Linked DNA regions of Mus musculus: regions 1 and 2 are each linked to region 3. Evidence: chromatin contacts called from public HiChIP or PLAC-seq data. All regions are on one chromosome and are shown on one strand. The core of a region is the stretch at or near the end of the contact, and the rest is flanking DNA. Distances in the headings are between cores, read along the strand shown. Region 1 has its middle 4.4 kb from the start of Mir7017. Region 2 has its middle 6.6 kb from the start of n-TGgcc1. Region 3 holds the start of Fgr (FGR proto-oncogene, Src family tyrosine kinase).

The links. HiChIP or PLAC-seq counts read pairs in DNA pulled down with a chosen protein or histone mark.
Region 1: a contact with region 3 is called in an H3K27ac HiChIP or PLAC-seq map of regulatory T cells, with 4 times the contacts expected there. The contact joins the enhancer-like site here to the promoter of Fgr in region 3. A contact is called at or near these places in 1 of 39 promoter capture datasets (liver), 1 of 15 datasets of contacts at CTCF or cohesin (CD8 T cells), 8 of 115 datasets of contacts at active chromatin or transcription factors (CD8 T cells, acute myeloid leukemia, double positive thymocytes and 4 more) and 3 of 9 other capture datasets (adipose tissue, liver and pancreatic islet).
Region 2: a contact with region 3 is called in an H3K27ac HiChIP or PLAC-seq map of embryonic stem cells, with 53 read pairs. The contact joins the enhancer-like site here to the promoter of Fgr in region 3. A contact is called at or near these places in 2 of 39 promoter capture datasets (liver and second pharyngeal arch cranial neural crest), 1 of 484 Hi-C or Micro-C datasets (CD4 T cells), 5 of 115 datasets of contacts at active chromatin or transcription factors (embryonic stem cells and stem cell-derived neural progenitor cells) and 3 of 9 other capture datasets (adipose tissue, liver and pancreatic islet).

What each region holds. Positions count from the first base shown.
Region 1 is chr4:133,198,550-133,201,607 of GRCm38.p6, forward strand. It overlaps a transcript of Wasf2 not described here. Among named protein-coding and RNA genes, the nearest start is that of Mir7017, 4.4 kb to the left of the region's middle. Within about 2 kb of position 1,467, at least 93 of the 459 cell types and tissues checked have an H3K27ac peak or open chromatin away from gene starts, as enhancers often do. A contact at or near this core is called in CD8 T cells, adipose tissue, microglia and 2 more, where this site is marked.
Region 2 is chr4:133,106,493-133,109,362 of GRCm38.p6, forward strand. No RefSeq gene overlaps it. Among named protein-coding and RNA genes, the nearest start is that of n-TGgcc1, 6.6 kb to the right of the region's middle. Within about 2 kb of position 1,344, at least 108 of the 459 cell types and tissues checked have an H3K27ac peak or open chromatin away from gene starts, as enhancers often do. A contact at or near this core is called in adipose tissue, embryonic stem cells and stem cell-derived neural progenitor cells, where this site is marked.
Region 3 is chr4:132,972,810-132,975,752 of GRCm38.p6, forward strand. Fgr (FGR proto-oncogene, Src family tyrosine kinase) reads left to right here and starts at 1,286. Exons shown (of 13, transcript NM_010208.4): 1 at 1,286-1,461.

The DNA.
Region 1 (3,058 bases), core at 217-2,716, 230 kb after region 3:
CCTGGCCCAGGGGGGCTGCCCCCATTCCTGGAGCCCAGGGGCCCAGCTTGCAATTGCTAGTGTCAGGAGTGACTTGTAGCTTTGCCTTGGTTGTGAAATGATTTCATTCCAGGGGAGGGGGCGGGGGATCCCTTGGAGGCTCAGAGCAGCTGGCCCAAGCTGCAGCTCGTCTCCAGTGGAGGCTTGAATGCCCTCAGAAACGACCCTGGCCAATGTCACCGCAGAGCCGAGGCGGTGTTGTCAGGGCTAATGTGAAATCTCTTCCCGTGGCGCCGATCCTCTGACTCTATAGCGCCAGCTTGGACAGATTGAGGTCTCTGTGGCTTTGGTGACCCTGCTTAAGCATTCCCACCGTGTCCCTGTTCTGCGCTAGCACTGCCTCCTGCTGCAGCCCCTGACTTGACCTCAGGGCCTGGGGAGGGAAGCACCATACCAGGGCCAGGAGCTCCAACTCCGACGTGTCAGCCTCTGGGGGAGGGGGGATTAAGCCTTGAGCTTGGCTGGTGCCCATTGGACCTGGGACCAGGTGTTACCCAGAGAGGTGCCTCTGCTGTGCTTCCTGCCTCCATCACTTTCCTAGGGCCTCCGTGAGGGCTGAGAACAGCTCTGCTCTGCTCCTGTATTATTAACTTGCTTCAGTTAACTGACTTGAGAAACTAACCAATTTTTACCTTCTGCCTAGAATGATGTACACATAGGAGAGAAAGCTATCATGTTCCCGAAGTGCCTTGTTTTCTCTGATAGAAATATATTTATAAGGACCTATTCCAATAGGCTCTTGGTGTTTCCCATATCAAGATTTCTGCTAGCTAATGCATAGAGGGAATACTGTCTAAAAATAGACCCTTTCTTCCCAAAGGTTGGGAGGTGGGACCTGAGCAGTGGAGTGAAGCCACACCCCACAATTTTTTATTTATTTTTTTATTTTTAGATAGGGTTTCAGGTAGATCTGCAGGCCTTGACCTTACTATATAGTTGAAGATGGCCTTGACCTCCTGACCCCTGCCTCAGCCATGCCTGGCTAGGACAGCCAAATTGTTGTTGTTTCAAGTCTGGTTTCATTTGCTTCCCTGCCGGGTTTATTGTGTGTACCCCATTTGTACTCCCAATAACCTGAAGATTCCATGTAACTCTTATGTACGCGCATGAATACTTTAAATGCCAACCTTTTCAATCATTTGATAAAGTCTTTGTAGTCACTCAGTCACCTTTGGTGTCTGTGTGTGTGTGTGTGTGTGTGTGTGTGTGTGTGTGTTTCGTGGGAGAAGGTAAGCAACTCTGCAGGCCACAGGTGGGTGAGGGACTCTGTAAGGGGTCCAGCATGGGTGGGCTTCAAAGGCAGGAGGCCTCTGGCTAGTTTGTAGGCACAGGTCCCCTTCTGTGAGGACAGCCCTAGAGCTGGCTGCCCACAGCTCCTTGCACCAGGCAGGAGAGGCGCACACTGAATGCTGATGCCGCCTTCCAACATCTGGCCGGCATCTTGTCTGCCTCACAGACCCAAGCAACTTACCTTAAATAGAACCGTTCACAATGGAATCCGATAAAAAGGTTTTGGACTGCTCCAAGCCCCATCTCTTGCCTGCCTGAGGAAGACTGAGGGGGCTGGGTTTGCATTCTGACCCCCCAAAATGACCTACCCAGGAAGCAACGGTTGTTGGAAGCACAGCTGTGGGTTACTGTCCCTAGGGGTAATTTATGAGCAGACACCCAGATCCAGGCCCAGTAGACACAGTGGGGTGGCCCGGGGAGACGACAGGGAGCAGAATCGGGGGGTTTGGTGAGGGGGGCGCCATGGGCCGTGGGTCACCACGCCTGCTGTTCACAGAGTCACCCACGGGCATCGCGGGAGAGGGGGCAGAAGTTTTTGAATTGTCAGCAAGTGCTGCGCCAGCCACTCTGAGCTCATCGCTGGAGGTGGGGTGCCGGGGAGGGGGCACAGAACCCCTCGCTCCCCTCCCGCGCGGCCTGTGTTTAGTCAGCACTTGGCCGCCAGAGCTGGTGACTGACAGGCAGCCAGACGCCCGCCCTGGCAGAAGACAAAATGGTGTCGGAGCCGCCCTTGGAGGAACGGGAGGGAAGGAGTGTGGTTCTGGGAAACTAGAGGCCTGTGCCTGGATGCTGTCTCCACTGCTGCCACACAGGGAAGAAAGCCCTGACACTGTGCGAGTCGGTTCGCCTCCTGGAACTAGGGAAAAATGGACATTTACCGGAGTGCCCACTACCTGCTATAGGCAGCACATGCGAAGTGTGCGAGGTCCCCAGTGGACAAGAGAGGTGCTTTGAGCTGCCTAACCCTGCCTGCTGCTATGCCATTTACGCTGCTCAACGATCCACCCCGCAGCAGGCTGAGGAGTGCCAGTGTCTAAGGTTTCCGCTCTGAGATCTTACCTGCCGCACCTACCCTGCCAGTGCTCAGTTTTACAGCTGCACTAACAGGTGAGGGTATTTTTGTTCTTTGGAGTCAAGCAAGCTTGACTGAGGCCCCAGCCATCTTTGACCTTTGGGGCAGAAGAAACCTGTGCCCTTGACTACTTGGGAACAACACCGGTTCCCTACGTCTGGGCTCCAAGCAGGTACATCCTGCCCTGTTCACACATGCATGGGTTCACGTACACGCATTTGTCTAATAAGTAGCCTACAGTCCAGGCCCAGAAAGCACACTTAGACATTGTGTACAGAGCTCTGCTCTTATGCAAAACAAGGACACAAGTCAGCACACAGCTACAGGAGCAGGCATAATTGCAAGCACATCTAAGAGGCCTCCTGAGCCATGGTGCTGGCTGGCTGCCTCGGCCAGCTGCTCACTGCCCCCTCCTGGCCACCTTTCCACCAGGGCAACCTGGCACCATTTCCTGAAGTTCTGCTCAGGGTGATTGGCAACCAGTTCTCACCTAGATTATGGAATCGGGAGCAATTTCTGGGCCTCCCTTCCCCCAGGCCCAGGGTGTGGGGCCCCAGAGGAAGCTCTTCAGGGCTTAAGGACACAGACAGCCTGAACAGCCTGAGCAATCCAAGTAGAATTGCTCTCCTGTGTGACAGCATGGCGATACCCTCCCAC
Region 2 (2,870 bases), core at 94-2,593, 130 kb after region 3:
TTTTTGTAGCCCAGGCTGTCCTGGAACTCACTCTGTAGACCAGGCTAGCCTTGAACTCACCAAAGATCTACCTGCCTGTGTTTCCTAAGTGCTGGGATTTTTTTTTTAAGATTTATTATATGTAAGTACACTGTAGCTGTCCTCAGATACTCCATAAGAGGGCATCAGATTTTGTTACGGATGGTTTGTGAGCCACCATGTGGTTGCTGGGATTTGAACTCAGGACCTTCGGGAGAGCAGTCGGCGCTCTTAACCACTAAGCCATCTCGCCAGCCCAAGTGCTGGGATTTAAGGTGCGCATCACCACCACTCTGCTAACTTATGCTGAGAGAGGAAGTTCCCACTGTGTAGACCAGGTTGACCCAGTACTCACAGAGCCTGCCTGCCTTTGGCTCTTGCACACTAGGATTAAATGTGTGAAGCCCCATGTCTTGCTTATTTCCTTTTAAATTGTGTGCTTATGTGTGTCTGTGTGTGGGTGTGTGCACATTTGAATGCAGGTACCCACAAAGGCCAAGAGACTGTGTCTGATCCCCGAGAGATAGGGTTACAGGAGGTTTGTGACCCAGGTGCTGGGAACTGAACTCGGGTCCTCTGTAAGAACGATACAGGCTCCTCACTGCTGAACTGTCTTCCTAGCCTTGTCCTTTATTTATTTATTTATTTATTTATTTATTTATTTATTTATTTATTAGATGCAGGTTTATTGTGAAGTGGCTCTTGGGCAAGTTTACTGGCCGAAAGGACTGAAGCCAGGGGAGTCTCTATGGGAAGGGAGAGAGGGGAGGGGAAAGGGAAAGAGAGAACGAACATCATACACAGAGAGAGAACAGAAGAAAAGAGAGCCATTTATACATTTTTTTTGAACAAAATATTTTGGGTTTCTTCACTTATATGTATATACAGGTGTTTTTGTCTCCATGTGTCTGTGTACCTCTGTGTGCCTGGTGCCACAAGCTCAGAAGAGGGAGTCTGATCCCCTGGACTGGGAGTTACAGACATGTGAGCCATCATGTGGGTGTTGGGAATTGGACCTGGGTCCTGGAAGATCAGTCAGTGCTCTAACCCCTGAGCCATCTCTCCAGCCCTGATTTATTTTATTTTATTTTAGTTTAGTTTTTCGCCCACTCCTGATTTAAGTTATTGCCCCTTAATTCCAGGCAGTCAGGGACATGGGGCCTTAATACTTGGAAAGCTCCCTCCCACCCGCCTCCATTGGTCGTTCCCCCCACAGAATAAGGAGACAGAGAGGCTAAGAAGACGTGCCCGGCAAGAGTCCACCCTCTTCTAAAATGGCTCTGGATTCCAAGGATCCCGGAGTCCTTGAGCCAGCTGACAGGGCGTGGGCGTGCCCTTCCCTAGTCCAAACCACACTGCCAGCTAGATTCCTGGGCCTGAGGGGTGGCCAAAGGCAGCTGTTCACCAGGAGGGGGTGCTGAGGAAATCAGTGGGGCAGGGAGAGGGGGTGTAGGAGAAGAAGGGCCTCCAGCACGCTCTGGTAAGGAACAGTGTGTCCTTCTGAGTAACAAGTGCCTGAGAAGGCAGGAACTACCAGCTCCGGGTTAGAGATAAAGGAACCTGCGCTCAGGCTGGAGTGACAGTGACGTTCAAGTCTTCTGTTTACTCGGCTGTCTCTGAGCAGAGCTGGCTGGGTTTCTTCATAGCTCAGAGTCGCACAGCTAGTTCCTAACTTAACTCTCACCACGACGCCCTGGAAGTAATATTATCGTCCCATTTTTCAGGCGAGGAAACAGAGGCATAGAGAAGTTGAGAGGCTTGCCTGAGGATGCACAGTTTATGCGGAACAGAGTCAAACCCCGGCAACCAGGCTTTGGACTCTATGGTTGGTGCCCATTCCCATTATCTTGGTTAGACGTCCCCTAATCTGGCTAGCAGCCCCTGGCCTCAGTCCTCTGCGTGAGAAATGAGACACAGACATGCTCTTTGTGGCCTGTGTTTGGAATGCCAGAAGGAGTCAGTCCTCCAAACTGAAGCTATCTCAGAGCGAAAGAAAGGGCTTGGGACCAGAGCCGGAGCCTGCAGTCACAGGACAGCTAGGCAGGGCCCCGGGGCTGTTTAGGGAGAGGTCCCTCCAGTTTGTAACTGTATCTGTGGCCTAAGAAGATGGTACTTTCACAGAGCTGAGGCCAGGCCCACCCCCTTCCCCTCCGTTAGCCCAGCTGTGGCTCTTGTCCAAGCTCCCACAGGCGAGCCCCACCTCTCCTCCACCAGGCCAAGCTGCTGTTCTGTGGTCACCTGGACCCAATTTCCTTCTTCCTGCCTCCTCCCATCTCTGGGAAGCAACACTGGACAGACTGCGCTGCCAATTTCAAAAAAATCTTCTCCCCCAGGAAGCCATTTCTGTCTCCTCCACAAGCTCCCCTGGGGTCTCCTATACCCCACTCAGAGTCCCCCAGTGCACCTCCCTTTAGCCCCCCCACATGGAGACTCATTTGGATCTTCAATCCAGTTTCCATTTGGTTCCTGGCTGAACACTGGGTCCCTGGCCAGACTTCGAGTTCCCTCCCCCTGGGCGGATCACACCATGCCTTTCTCTCTCTCCCTCCATCCCCAGTGCCTGGCAGAGTTGAACCCAGAGCCAGAAAACTGCCCTTCCCCAGGAACCAAATCTTAACGCTTAGAAGCCTGGAGCGGGTTCAACCTTTCTCCCACCGACTCTTCTGTGTCCAAGAGGCCCAGGAAAGGAAGCCACGGAGCTAAGATCACCCAGACACCGTCCCAGGACTCAAACCTCAGTCTCTTGACTCTCAGGCCCAGGTTCTGACCCTGTACACAGATCAAGTTTCCAAATCCCTCAGGGCCTCATTTTCAAGCAGGAAACCGGAATAACTCCCAGTGGTGTACTGCCC
Region 3 (2,943 bases), core at 36-2,535:
CTCCCATTGGCCACGATATACATTTATTTGTTAATTGCACACATGGATCAATGGCCAAGGCCAACTTAGAGGATGCTCTATAATGGTGGCAGTGCTATCCAGGCAGGGTAAAGCCACCCTCCCACAGTCCCTGAACCTCCACTACATTTCCTTTCTTCCTCCTACACCCACTTCATATTTTCCTAAGAGAGAAGCACTTTTATTTGGTTTTTTGAGACAGAGTTTCTTTGTGTAGCCTTGGTTGTTTTGGAACTCACTCCATAGACCAGGCTGGCCTCAAACTCAACAAAGATCTGCTTGCCTCAGCCTCCCAAGTGCTGGAGTTAAAGGTGTTTGCCATGGCTCATTGAGAGAAGCATTCCTATCTGCATCCATCACTTGCTGACACCGTGTGTGTCACCATGATCCTCCTGAACTTGTACTTTAGGGCGCTCACACACAGCCCCCTACACCCCTGTCTGTACACAGAAGCACACCTGACTGCATAATGTGTCCGAGCTGTTGATTCTAAACCCAGTCACGCATCGTCATCGCCTATCATCAGTATAGCCCCGGGGACACCCACTTGAATCTTCCATGCCTTAAGCCCTCACCCTCCCACAAACATTTCCAATTCAACCCTAGCTCTCCCTCCCCAGGCAGGGGGATTTCCTGGGTCTCAGTGCACCTTGGTTTTAGAGAGGTAATACTGGTAATAACTCTTGGTTTTAAAGGGAGGGTGGGTATCGGGCTGGGGGAGTATAGGGAGGGCTCTCCTAGAGACACTGTGATTGATTAAGGATTCTCCTCAGCTTCTCTAAAACTTGTGTGTGGCAGTAGCCTGATGGGAGCTGATTGTTGTGAAAAACAGGTACCCAAAGGCAAGGGCCTTATCTCCACCGCCCAGTTCCTAAAGATGAGGCGGCAGGGTATAAGTGACAGGCAAAAGATCCCTGGCAAATGTAGTGACAGTAGTGTAAAGGCTACAGGCTATGTGAACTTGGGCCAAGTTATCCTGACCTGGCTCTGTGTTTTCCTACCTAGGAGATGAGTGGGGAGTGGGAGCCTTTGGGATGGCCAACCCCCCACCCCCTTGGTATCCCACTCTAGTAACTAAAGGGACAGGTCCCTTTGGCCGGAACCTTTGGGAAGGAGCTGGGGCGCAGGGACAGCGCTGGGAGAGCCCATCCACAGCGGGAAGTGGGAGCCAGCGGACTTTGGATCTGGGGGCCCCTCCTGGCTTTGGGCAGCAGTCTAGGGGCTGAGGCGTGACTTCGACTTCTCTGGCTGCCGCCTCCTCCTCCGCAGTCACCAAAATAAGAGAAGTCCGAGACGGCTTCCTCCTCCCTCCCCAGAGTAGGTAGTAGGGGCAGAGGCGGGTAGCACCTCACTTTACCCCCCACATCGCCTCTCCTGGTTGCTGGAAGTTAGGGTTGGCTCGCCCCAGATCGAGTCACCCGCAGCTGGCTCCCTTGAGACCAGGTAGGCGGCCAAACCCGGTGGGGGCTGGTAGGGCAAATGTTGCCCCGCCCCTAACCGTCCTCACCTTGGAGGGAAGATTTGGGGGTAAACCTGAACTTTGAGAGCTGAGCAAGTTGAAAGCGGGAGATGGGGGTGGGGATCCCATTCAGAAAGGAAATGAAGAAGGAAAACTAAGGAAAGCTGGAAAAGGCTGATAAAAACCTAGGAGAAGGCCGAGGCAGTACGGCGAAGGCAGACCAAAAATTCCCCCTAAAAGTCTAAATGGGGAAAGAGAGGGAAACTGTGTTGTAAATTTGATAAAATTTGGGGAGAGGGCTGAAAGTACAGGAAGGCACTGTGGGATCCCCCAAAAGCGTCTAGGGAGAGCCCTGAGAGGCTTTCAGGAGGAGAAAAAGGAAAGAAGCTGAGGGGGTATGAGAGAGGGGTAGTAGGTGGGGAAACTGGAAAGGGGGAGGGGATACTGAGGAAATCGGTCGCGAGTTCCCGAGAAGGGGGTCTAGGAGAGTGACTTCTGCAGAACTCGGAGTCCAGAGTGCAGTTCTGGGGTCTCAGAGGCCGGCTATCTGGATTCCTCAGAGGGAAGCGGGGAGTCTGCAAACTCCCCCCAGACCCTCTAGCTACATCAGTGGGGCAGCGGGTTCCAGACACCCTGGGGATTCCTTCCAGCAGCTGGAGGCGTGGATCTGGGTTTCCTGGGGAAGACCTCACCCTGGGGCATCAGACCTCCCTGGGTGCTTTTCCCTATCCGCAGTGGCGGTCAAGGTTTGCGTCCCTGTCGGGATCCGGGAATTGCTGGCAGCCCCGACGGAAATCCTGCTTTTGACCGCCAATGCCCGCAGGGGCTGTTTCCATGGCAACACAGGGCAGTGAGGCCAGTTGGCTTTGGGCCGCTGCAGGCTCAAGGCTGGCAGCCAACTTTGGTCCCTGCCTTCGTCCCCATTTTTGGTCCTTGATCCGGGTGTGTTGCACCACAGAGGGAGTGAGAGGGTGCCGCTTGGTGTTCAGGGGTCTCCTGCCTCAGAGACATGTTCTCTTAGCAAGAATGGGCCTTTAATTGCTATGCAGACCTCAAGGAGAGCTAGCTTTCTCTGGACTTTTGCTTTTCTCATTGGAACTTTGGGGAAGAAACTAGCCCTCCCCATACCAAAGCTGTGCCTAGTGGCTCATGCCTATAATAATCCTTGCATCCAGCAAACAGAGGTAGGGAGGTTGTCACGAGTTCAAGACCACCTTGAGCGATATAAGCAGAAAGACAGGTGGGGTGGGGGAAACAGAAATAGAATGGGAAGGGGTGGGGCGGGGAGGAGAGGGGAGAATGGAGGAGAAGGCAGATGAAGTTCTATCAGATCCAGGCCAGCTGGCTCTACACAGTTCTTTGCCTTCTCAAAGCATGGAGGACCAGAAAGCTTCGCTGACAGGGCCTCTGAGAACCAGCACACAGTTGGCATCTACTAAATGTCACGTTTACTAGGGCCCATTCCA